Regions from separate parts of the Mus musculus genome. Here region 2 is linked to region 1. A link is a contact called in public HiChIP or PLAC-seq data. All regions are on one chromosome and are shown on one strand. Each heading gives the region's core, a stretch centred on a gene start, on an enhancer-like site or on the middle of the called end of the contact. The rest is flanking DNA. Distances are from core to core; before and after follow the strand shown.

Evidence for each region. HiChIP or PLAC-seq counts read pairs in DNA pulled down with a chosen protein or histone mark.
Region 2: an H3K27ac HiChIP or PLAC-seq map of epiblast stem cells shows a contact between it and region 1, with 3 times the contacts expected there. The contact joins two enhancer-like sites. A contact is called at or near these places in 3 of 115 datasets of contacts at active chromatin or transcription factors (astrocytes, epiblast stem cells and extraembryonic endoderm stem cells).

Annotation. Positions count from the first base shown.
Region 1 is chr5:117,360,852-117,366,929 of GRCm38.p6, reverse strand. Wsb2 (WD repeat and SOCS box-containing 2) reads right to left here. Exons shown (of 9, transcript NM_021539.5): 2 at 3,171-3,339. Among named protein-coding and RNA genes, the nearest start is that of Wsb2, 6.6 kb to the right of the region's middle. Within about 2 kb of position 3,454, at least 182 of the 459 cell types and tissues checked have an H3K27ac peak or open chromatin away from gene starts, as enhancers often do. A contact at or near this core is called in epiblast stem cells, where this site is marked.
Region 2 is chr5:117,999,888-118,005,965 of GRCm38.p6, reverse strand. Fbxo21 (F-box protein 21) reads right to left here. Exons shown (of 12, transcript NM_001346588.1): 10 at 5,438-5,628; 11 at 3,794-3,951. Among named protein-coding and RNA genes, the nearest start is that of Tesc, 25 kb to the left of the region's middle. Within about 2 kb of position 3,670, at least 17 of the 459 cell types and tissues checked have an H3K27ac peak or open chromatin away from gene starts, as enhancers often do. A contact at or near this core is called in epiblast stem cells, where this site is marked.

The DNA.
Region 1 (6,078 bases), core at 2,205-4,704:
GGAGCTTGCTGTCATGGTGACAGCCCAAGCTCGATGCCTGGGACGCAGAAGGTGGGAAGAGAGGGCACACCTGCAGTTGTCCTGTGCCTTTCATACTTGTGCAGGTGCATGCACGTGCGCGTCTTTTTTTTTTTTTTTTTTTTTTTTTTTTGGTATTCAGATCTTTATTCTTGAAAGTCGTGTGCATGACTGTGGGTGAATGGCAGGTACCTTGCCCTAACAGATGCATTTGCTAATAGAACGGGGTGGGAACAGGACCCTCTGTTGTGTAACTCTAGCTATCATGGAACTTGCTCTGTAGACCACCTCTGCCTCTGCCTACTTACTGAGTGTTCCCACTAAAGGTGTGTGTGCTTTACCATGCCTGGCTAATAGGATTAAAATGCTGGGTGTGTGGGCTCACATCTTTAATCCCAGCACTTGGATCTCTGGGAGTCTGACGCCAGCCTGGTCTATCTACCAAGTTCCAGGACAATGAGGGCCACACCGAGAAACCCTGTCTCGGAAAACCAAATGCGTAACTATTCTGGGCTGTAGCTCAGTTACAGAGTACCTTTATCACTCAGGCAAGGTCCAAGGTTGGGTCACCTGTCGTACCAATACAAGAATAAACAAGCAGACAAGGTCAGATACCCCTAGCAAGAATATGATGGTGGCAGTACCAATAACTTATGAAATGCAAGACACAACAGGAGATCCAGAAATAAATACGCATAGCTTTAAATAAATATGAAAGTTTAAATAAACATGCAAACTATGCAGCCTGGGGCCATAGCTGTGTGACAGGGCACTTACACAGAGGCCTGGTCCAAGGTCCAGCACAGGACAGAATACCTCACTGTCCAACCAGACTTTAACCACAGTAAACAAGTCACTAGGAACAGCTGTGTACTCGCTTCTGAGACAGTCCCATGGGTCATGTCACATACTGCTCTACTGTACATGCCTCTCTCGTGTAATACGGCACCTATAATACATGCACACAGCAGCCGTGATCGCACGCAGCGGTGTGGCTTCTTTTTCTGTTTGTACTGTTTTCAGTAGGGATGGAACCCAGAGACTCACACGCTCAGGAAGGAGGCCCTCACGCTGAGCTAAGCTGCAGCCTATCCCAGGGCCTGGCTCAGTGGCTCGGGCTACTCCCTGCCTCAGCCTCACCAGCAGCTGTAGTGACAGGGGCACTGCCATGCCTAGATGCTTTGAAAACAAGTCATCTGCTTGCACTACACCAGACTATCATTCTTCAATACCCGCGCTACCTCCCCAGACCAGTGATTTCCCATTTAACACACTAGTGAATACATTTCTTGTTTTGGTGAATGACACAGAAAAAAACCCTAACATTCCAACAGCCCTTCCCAGTTTTACTGATTATAAAGAGAAGGCTGTACTTGCCTGCAATGATGTAGGTAATTGAGAGTAAGAGTACTCTAGAGGAAAATAACAACAACAACAACAAAAAGACTTTTCAGACAATAAGCCAAACCTAGACTCAAACCCAGATACAAAGAATCTCTGGCTCTAGTTAGGAAATGTACCACATCCATAGTGAGTGACGCTGCCCTTCCCTTCCTGTTATAGAAGAACCTCACCCAACTCACTTGTCAGGGTGAAGCCACTCAGGAGGCAGCCCACCACCAGTCACCTCAGAGCCCCCACCCCCACTTTGGACAGTCCAAGGATTCGAGGGAGTTAGGTTCCAGGAAATAGGGACTGTGTAACTCATACCTTCCTCCCCAGCAGTGTGGGGCTGTCCCAGGACAAGCAGGACTCTTGGTGGCATTACCAGTATCAAGGCAACAGCTCCCCACGAACTGTACCTAAGCATCACGGAGGAGAGATGCCAGGAGCCTCCAGAACAAGTCTGATGTACTTCTGTGTTCTCTGCCTCTGTTCAGTGCCAACTGAAGACAATGTACAATGACTACATGCAGACAGGCTCAATCAATCGATCAATCCAGACTCAACTGAATAAATAAATAACTCAGAACAGAAGGAAGACACATCAACCAGGAGAAACACTGGCACCACAGCAAACTACAAACTAGGTTAGAAAACCAAGGGGAAAAAAAACAAACAGAAAGGAAACAAAGACCCAGTTAGAAAATGGCCAGAGATCGGAGGAGGAGGAAGAATTCCCTGAAGGAAGGACTCAGAGATCCATTAGCACAGGAAAAGGCTCCGAAGGTAGCAGGAAGGAAATGCAAATCAGACTCCACCTCACACCAGGAGAGCCAGGCAGGAACACAGTGACCACCAGTGTCCAGTGTCTCAAGGAAGCCTCCAATTTCAAATCTGAAGAACTAGGTCACAGAGAACTGTACCACCACTGTGACAAACAGCCTCCACTCCCTCAGTCCAACACTGGACGCACACGCCTCCGCAGATGTGTCCAAAAACATTCAGAGCAGAGAAAATAAAATAAAAAAACCTGTCAATTGAGTCTGGCATCTCACACCAGTACAATGTCACTGCGCAGGAAACAGAAGTGAACGGTGGTGAGCGCACGCACACGTGTACACACGTGCACACACACACACACACACACACACACACACACACACACACACACACACACACACACACACACAGAGCCAGGCACTATTTGTAGCTGTGTTGAGAGAGTCCCATGCAGAAACATCCAAGTAAAAAGCCCTTGACAGGTGAGCCCACAGTGAGGGCACAAAACACAGTAGTTGCCAGGTCAAAGCCATGGAGGACAATGGAGACAGGTGTCTCTCTGAGGAAGTGACAGTGCTCGAGAACGGATTCTGGTAGCAGGTGCACAGCTCTGTAGATTTTCTTTGAGGTGGAGTTACACCTAGTGCAGGCTCTCCTCCACCTGGTGGTCCTCTTGCCTCCAGCTCCCTAGTACTGATTACAGGATCACCGAGCACAGCTAGTGCTATATATTTCACGTGGACAACCTGTATGGGGTATCACTTCTAGCTCAATAAAGCTGTTCAAAGATTCAGGCCAACACACTCTCTACAGACCCGGTTCCCTGTGTCCAGACTGTGGGGTGCTCGGTCCTCACGAGCAAGCCCTCAGCTGTTCAGACTTTGCCCACCTAATCTTGGAAAAGACTCCCAAAGAGTAGGGAGCAGCCTGGGAAAGTGCCCAGCTCCCTGCCACGGGCCTCCTACGTTCCCCATGGTAGAAAGACTTACAACTGTTCCTCTAAGGGCCAGGGGACCAGCTTGACCACGCAGTGTCCTTGAGACCAGGCGAACCAGGAACCGTCTGGCGAGAAGGCCACGCTCCAGGTCTCACAGCTTGACTTCCAGTCGAACTGGTGGGGGCGCCCAGGCTTGAGTTCAGCCAGCAGCAGCGGCTCCTCTGGGGAAGGAGAGATCATACTTCAGAACACAGGTGACCGCCAGACTGGGGAAGCTGCTGTCTGCCCAAGACCGAGGGAGAGAGGAGGGCAGTAACGGTAGCCACAGGCTACATTCCAGGGTGGTTACTCAGCGGCAACCCTCCCATTGTGTGACTCAGAGCTACCTTGCTGTGGTGAGGACTTGGTGAATGAAGTCTCCTTTTCCTGTGAACGCCAAAGCAGGAAGAAAGTGAGAAGCAACTGTGTCCCCAATGAATGCTCTTAAGGTACCTGGTGCCTTCAGTTTGAGGGTTCCTTCTCACGCCCAGATCCCTCATCACTTCCTTCTAGAACACTCTTACTGGCTCTACTTCCTTCTTCACACAGTCCCCTTAGCCCTGGCTTAACCTGATCTAAGTGACTACTAAGCCATTCTTGTATCCCCAGGGACCCTGCCAAAGCTGAAAACACAGCCAATATATCCCAAGGCTCCCAGCTGCCTGAGCCCGGTCTGCAGCCACACCCCAGCACTAAGCCCTCCAGCAAGCCACCTCCTAGGTCATTGCCCTGCAAAGCCCAAGCCCCTTTTTTCAATCACGTCCAGTTCGTTTTCTAAGAATTGCACTTATGTCTACTGACAGGCAGCACCCCAACTTCCTACTATCAAAAGGAAAGAAGCCCAAACCTATTGTAGGCTGACACTTCAGCATTTTCCGCACCACCAAGATGACTACACCTCCCTCTCTTGAAAGCTCCATCTATCTCCTAGGAGTAGGCAGTGTTTGTTCAACCCAACCACAGGTCCTCTAAACGCCATGGCCAACTTCTAAGTCAGAGCCTGAAGAACGAGGGGTCTCAACCGTTTGTGCACAACCCACTCCAGTAGTTCTGGGATTTAACGCTCTCTGGGATAATAATGTGGTTTTTAAAAGTTATGTTATGTGTATGAGGTTTTGCCAGCATGTACATTGGTACCGTATGCATAGTGTCCATAAAGTCAAGAAAAGGGAGTTAGATCCTCTGGAACTTAAGCCACCACACGGGTCCTGGCAATTGAACCCAAGTCCTCTAAGAGAGCAACCAATGCTCTTAACTGAGTTACCTCTCCAAGACTCCTCAGAAAATGATTTAAACAAGCTATATTTCCTATATTTCCCAGCCTGCTTTTATGTAAGTTCTTACATTTGGGCCTCAAAGAAATCGGCATATACCTCAGGACGAGAAACTTTTCCTCATTAGAGGCACAGCAAGCATCCTTTCTAGGTGCACGAAATGTGTGGTTTCCCACCCCCAGAACAAGGCACTGAGATGCATGTCTTATGTATCAAAGCAGACCTGGCCTCCAGGTTGTCCTAAGTTCCCTCAGCCCCCACCTGGCATACCCTGCCCCCAACCTTGAACTTGATAGCCCAGGAGCCTGACTGCCCTTCCCCTAGATCATTACTGCCCTTCTCTATATAATCCAGACATTTTGGGGTGTCTCTGTCTCTCTCTTCTCCCTCACCCTCAATCCTTGGGGCCAGTGAACTCGCCCACTGGAGGGCAGCTTCCCAATAAACCTTCCTTTAATATAATCTAATCTGGCTTGAACTGGCTCATTTCACTGGCTGGAAAATAAATAACCTGTCACATAATCCATGCAATCCAAGGTTAGCATGATCCTGGTGAAACAGAAGGTAATGACTCACACATGAAGCACATGTTTTCTACCATGTATATAATAGGAAATTGGATGTGTCTCTTTAAGGATTTGCATGACTGTGTATGGGTGGCAGAAGCAAATGCCACAGGGCATGTGTAGGAAGAGGACTGGGAACAGTTGCCAGGAGCCGCTTCTCTCCGTCTACCACGAGCTTGAAGGACTAAACCAATTTTTGTGGCAAGTGCTTTGAAAACCCACTGAGTGATCTCACCGAACCAACAGATACACCATATTTCATAAGACATGTTGCTAGAAATTAAGATTTCAATTAGTATCTGAGTACATCACATCTTGGCTTTATAAAGAAAAAAATGGAGATATAGGTTTTAATCCATTAAGCCTAAACTGCTGTATGTATATGTGTGTGTGTGTGTGTGTGTGTATGTGTGTGTGTGTATTTATAGACTCACATGGCTCCTGCCAGAGATGTGCAAACACATGTCTGCATGAGCATTACTTTGTGGATATGAACATGTTCTGGCCTCGTGTCAACATGATAAGGCTGGGAAAACTGTGTCCCTCTGGCACACTTGCACCTGACTCACTTCCTCCCACACACACATTGCCCTCTCCTCTGATAACAATGGCATGGCACGGATGACGCTCTACACAAAATAAAAGGCTCAGCCCTTGTTTCTTTCTCTGCCCAGACCAAATTCACAGTCAAGTCCCATCAAGTCTGTCTCCGAAAGCCTCCGCTAACCTTCCTTTCCAGCCCCGTGGCTACTTCTTGAATCTCTCCAGCAGCACCTGTTGCCGGGCCTACCAGGCAATCTTCTCACTGCTCTCTGGGGCCTGCTCTGACTCCTCTCATCTGTTCTTACTTCTTAGCTTGCAGTCTCTCTTACCCAGTTCCTACCCTCAGCTCCAGCACGATCAGGCCCCTTTGACTAAGCTCAGTTAGTTCCAACCTCTGGACTTTGCACCAGCTCTCCAAGGCTGCACCTTATCTTCATTGTGTCTGCCTCAAAGGACTCCTCCCTCCAGGCAGTAATCAAGGGCCTTCACAACTCCTCATTAATTCCTTTCTAGAACTCCTGACTACTGAGGTCATTAC
Region 2 (6,078 bases), core at 2,421-4,920, 640 kb before region 1:
CTGCCTGGGCCATCTCCAGCTGGGCTCAGTGCCCTGACCTGCTGGCCCTTGGCCAGTTGTGGTGCTGAGGAACTGAACCTGGGCTTGTGCTCGCTAGGTGAGTGCTCTACCCCCAGGCTGCCCAGCCTGATGTTATGTTTACTCTGAGACTAAGGTGCCCAGGCTGGCTTCACACTAATGCTCCTCCTGCCTCCCAAGTGTGGGGATCACAGCTGTTCACCCCTAAGCACAGAGCCTACAACAAGCATCTCCCAGGAGAGAAGACAGCAAGCAGGACAGAGGCCATGCATCTGGAGGTAACCTGTCACCTGATATGCTTCTAAGCAGCACAACGCTGCGGCTCTCGGGAGAAACGTGTTTCCTTAAACTCCATGGACAGGCGCGCAAGAGACACCACAGGAGCCCTCTATGGGCGCCTAGCCTGGCCCCGCCCTCTCTGGGGGACAGCGGCCAGCACATCCTGCACACCCTGGAGTCTAGTACTCAACTTGCCATCTATACCAAATGCACAGTACGCATTTATCTCCACTCCACTGTTTGAACAGAGGCCACAGACCTCTCTCGGTACTAAGTGTGGATGTCTCTAGTCAAAGGGTTGTGGGGTGGAGCCACCAGAAGAGTGAACGCTTGATATTTTATCCCTAAAAGACAATGCCAGGCCACTGAAATGACTCAGCGGGCAAAGGCACTTGTAGACACCCTAAGACCTCAGTTTGCCCCCCAGGACCCATACAGTGGGGGGAGCCGACTCCCACAAGCCCCCTTCTCATCTCTTCCTGCATGCCACAGTCTGTGCCCACCTCACCACACAGAATCTAAACAAGAGAAGGCCAAATGGCCCCGAACATAACCAACTGTCACTTTATACCCCTCACTCCCACTTCGGGGGTCCTCACCCTGGCACCACACGTGCCAGCAGGAGTGGACGGTGTGAGGCTGCAGTGGAAGAGCAGCCTAGGAAATGTCAGGAGCTATGGAAGGACCTGCCATCCAGCTACGGCTCCTGCGCTCAAAGCCTCACCAAGGGCCCTTAGGTAACAGATGAGACATCGCCTGCCTGCCTGGGGGGGACCATCCCCATTCCCCACCCCCCCAGAAAGGCACACCTCCATAGAGTGAAGGACAGGAGCCAACAGAGTGTGTGCAGTGCTCCCCCTGGTGGCAGCAGGGGGTCTGCCACGCATGCTTTGGAGGGCTAAGGACTAGAAAGTCATTTCGCTACTCAGGAAACTAGACTCACTGACAATTAGATCTGAACTAAAACACACAATACAAATGAACTAACGCAGAGACGCTCAAAGGGAAGCTGAAGGGAGCAGTTTCAAAATGTAGGGCGCTGGCTACTGAGAGCCCAGTGGGTAGGGCCCAAGTCGGGCTTCAGCATCTGTGTGGGCGGCTCACACCCCCAATCACTCCAGCTCCAAAGGACCAACACCTCTTGTCTCTGCAGGCATTGCACTAACCATTCCCCCACCCCCCCACAGGCACATAATTTAAAGCAAAATAAAGTCTTTTAAAACATGTTGCTGCTCAGACCATTGAGTTGGCTCGGTGGGTAAAAGCACGAGCTGTGTACACAGGACCCACACAAAGGGGGAGGAGAGCCAGCTCCTTAACGCTGGCTCAGCCTCCAGCACATGCTTGGGATGTGTGTACACCCCATGCTCATGGCATGTGTGTACGCGCGCACGCACACACACACACACACACACACAAAAACAGTAATTTTCTCTAAAAAAAATTTAAAATCTAGCAAGGTCTCCATCCTATGGCCATGGGCTGTGAGCACCCAACTGTCCTCAGAGACCATGACACACTGGAGTAAGAAGCAGGCTCCTGGCGGGGAGCGGGGGTGGGGAGCGGCCCAGGGAGAAGCCTCTCCTGTCACTGAGCAGATGCAGCAGGCACGCCTGCCTCAAGCACATTACTCCTGCGTCAGCCTGGACCAAGTGCTAGGGCAAACCGCAGTGTCGTAGGTCTCTGGGGAATGACACTCACAGGACACAGTATGACTCCCTGCTAATGACAGAAGCCGAGTTACCTAGGGTCAAACCCAACACCACCTGGTGTGGGCCATGATCCCCGCTCCTCTGGGTGGGGTGGCCTGTGGGGTAGTGATGGCCATGCAGTCAGGCCTCAGACTTCACTGCCAGGTCACAGAGAAAGCAGAGGTAAAGAGACAGTGAGCCAAGCTAGAAGGTCAGACAGCCTGGGCAACCAATGCCTAGATGCCTAAAACAAAAAAAAAATTCAAGTCCTGGTGCAGCAGAGATTGAAGAGAGAAGCTGTGCTATAATGCCAGGCTCTGCAGAGGGAGGGAGCCATAGCGGAACTACGTGGCTGAGCCTGTCACACTGTGCAGGGCTGCCCTGTGACCACTGGGCAATGAGGAAGCTGATGGAACATGGGCTGTTAGCCATGTGGTTTAGTGCTGCTGCAGCTCTAGTTAGCTGCGAAGCAGGATTCTATAACGCTCCTACGATCGCTGGCAAAAAGTCCACATCCCTGTTCAGTGACAAACACATCCAGATGAGGAGCCCGCTGGCAGCAAACAGCACCGTGCGGAGTGTGTCGGCAGGCGCAGGCAGGGTGGAATGTGAGCAGACACTTAGGATCATGGGGTAGAGAACCCAGGCTGGAAGCCCAGCACATAAATCAACAGTTCACAGGTCGCAGGGACAGGTTAGCCCAGGAAGGTGAGTGATGCCTGAGTGTGGCTACAGGAAGAGTCCCTTGCCACCCCTGCACCCCACAGCCAGCAATAGCAGCCCTTGGGAGAGGCCACACTCTGGGCTGACAGGAAGGCCACTGGAAACCAACACAATTACAGGCACTTGCCACTGTGTGGCACTGGGTCAGTGGGCCACACACTTCCTTTTTCCGTAGACTGCTGGCTTGAGCTATTCAGAACATCTAAAGTTCAGTCCTCGGTTTATCAAGTGCATCAGGCAAATGATCTAAGACTAAATGAACTGTTTCTAGAAACTTCCATGCTCTATGTAAAGATGTCACACCTACTGTGTATACGTGGACAACTGATGTGCCTGGTGCTGCCATGCCCATAAGCTTTCTGAGGACAGAAAGTCTCCCTCACCAGTCACCCAACAGAGCCTGGAGAGTTTGAACTGGACTCAGCTTCAAAAGCTGTGGGAGCCTGCAGAACATCCAGGGAGCATGGCGGCACCGTCGCCTTACCCAGAGACCCATCGTGCTGTGACTGCAGGGTCCTCCTAGCCTCCACACGACATGGTCACATATGTGGGAACTATTCCTGCCTTCTGAAACCTTGCCACTTGAGCCCTCGGTATTTTCAGCTTTAGTGTGGGTAGAGCAAGCCTGACGGTTCAGGCCAGAGCCCATCGCCAAGCTCCTGCTTCACATCCTTCTGGGCAGGGCAAAGTGGAAGTGGCCTCCATAAGCTCCAGCCAGCTCTGCATGAGAGAGGCTGAGCCTGCATCCCAGGCTGACTTGGTACCCATGAGTACATCTGTCCATCGTTCACGTCCCCTCTAATTAATACAATCTTGTGCATCTTCCTGGTCAGAAAGCACACCAGGCTCACAAGGTAGTCTCCGCTCTGGCTCTTCAGCTCCACCTATCCCCGGCTTAGGACTTCCTGGGGTCGCCAACACACAGGGATGGTGAAAGGGACTGCACTTCCCACCTGTGGCCACACGAGGGCGGCTTTGGGCCAGTATTAGAAGCCAGGCGGGGAGATATGGCAGTTAGGAGTCTGGCTGGTGTGGACCACATGGTCAGGCAGAGGCCAGTGCAGGTCCAGCGAGTGCCTTACCTTGGGCTGCATATCTGCAGGAGCCATCCTCCACCAGGACGTTGTAGAAGGGCTGATGGTGGCCATGAGGCAGGCTGTGCACATTCATGTTTCGGATCCACTCATGCCCCATCATGCACGTAGGGTCCCAGCCGTAGATCACACAGTTGTAGCCGTACCTGTGGAGCAGGGGAAGATGGCCAGTGAGTTCCTAGGGAGCCCGGCTAGGGCTCTCACACCTTCTGTCCATTCCCTGCTTTTACCCTGTGTCGAGTCCCTCGGACACCCTGTCCCTCTTACAAACCCTCACTGTCAACAAAGCACATCACTGGAAAAGAATAACCTGTTGTTATTGCTGTTTGATTTTTGTAGACGGTTCTCACTGTGCAGCTCTGGTTGTCCTGGAACTATGTAGATCAGGCTGGCTTCAAACTCATGGAGCTCAGCCTGCCTGACCCTTGAATACTGGGATTAAAGATGTACACTGCCATACCTAGCTTAAGAAACTTTTGAACAGCCATGCAGCAGTGGTGCACGCCTTTAATCCCAGCACTCGGGAGGCAAAGGCAGGTGGATTTCTGAGTTCGAGGCCAGCCTGGTCTACAAAGTGAGTTCCAGGACAGCCAGGGCTATACAGAGAAACCCTGTCTCGAACCCCTCCCCTGGCAAAAAGAAACTTTTGAGCATAGTGAGAGACACACAGAAAAGTGTCGGTCGGTGTCAAAGGCGACAGGATGGGGGCTAGGCTGCAGATATCATGGATAGTCACTGCAGACTAAAACAGACTTCCAGAGGCACAGCAGCTAACTATCACATGACTTGAGATCCAAGAAGGACAGAAGCAGATGACAGTAAGGCCAAGTGAACAGAGGACCATAAACAAACTACCATGCAAAAAACCTCCATGACCCACCCAGCTTTGGAGGAAGTCAGGCAACTGCTTTCTGCATGTGGTCAGATGTAGGTACGTGAGTGAGTAGTGGCGCCCTCCCTCTCCTTCACAAAGTCCCAGAGTGGCTAGGCTGAATGTATGCAGCATTAGCGCCTTTAGTCCAGACCCGAGGAGGAAGAGGAAGAGGAGGAAGAGGAGGGTGTGGTGCTCCAGGGTACCAGGAGCTTCAGCTGCCTCGTGTCCCCTCCTATCCACTTATGTACCTTTGCAACTTTCCGTTCACTAAATGAACAGAAACCATAGCCCCTACCAGGGAAATCACTGACCGCTCATCCTCACAGGCAATGGAGGGGTGGGGAAGGAAGGAAGCCTGTGTGGCACGAGACAGAGCTGTCTTTGCCAGTGAGGGAGTCCTGCAGACCAAGTGTCACCTGCTGCACTTGCATTGCAGGGCATGCTGTGGGGATAGTCACTCACAGCTCATAGGCTACTTGTGGGACTTGAACCCACACTACCACTCTCGAGTTAAACTGCAATGATACACAGATGTGTACCCAACTGCAACCCTGATCGATCGGGGCTGGCAGGGGAAGAAGGGAGAAGCAGGAGAGGGCCTGGGGCTGCAGCCCAGCAACCTATACAAAGTCTTAGTGCAGTCAAGAGTCCATGTGAGACATGATTCTTCAGCCAGAAGCAGGGTGCTCTGTGAAATGACCTGAGTTCCTGGGGGGAGGGGGGGTGGCCACAGAGGCCGTGGGCAGGCACTCACTCACCTCTTATGCTTCATCACAAGCCCGATGGAGTAGCAGACATCCCTGTGCTTCTCCTCGGAGCGCAGCTTCACCTCCACGCCCACCTCCTCCTTCTTACGCTCAATGTGCTCTAAGGTATGCTGCACGAGATAGCCCACCGCCCCGTGCTGCCCGGGGTCCAGGGTCTGGATGTGCTGGAGGATGTCAAGCACCTTCAAGACAAGACAGAAAGACTAGGAGATAATATTTTCGCCAGGCCTTTTCTTTTCCGAAGCGTGGGATCGACACCTACCCACGTAGCCTGACAAAGACTGGCATGCCACTTGTGGACCAGGATTCTTGTGGGCCAAACATTCTTGGTTAGCACAAGAGCTGAGGAAGGCCCACTTCTTTTTTCTTTTTTTTTTTTTTTTTTTTAAAGTACAGAAACCATTCCATCCTGTCATTCTTGCTTTAAGAGGAGAAAATTCCGAGACCCCTTAGCCAAGGCAAAAGACGCTTGGCAGAACTATCCTGGGGCTGGATGGGTCTCTCCTAAGCTGATGTCATTGGAGGGAAGGGCCAGGCTCAGCAAGCTTCCAGAAGGCAGCCACCTGTGCAGAGCTGAGGCTGGCAACAGGGCTGACCCCGACACTGTCTGTCTGCTGCGCTCAGCAGCCCCA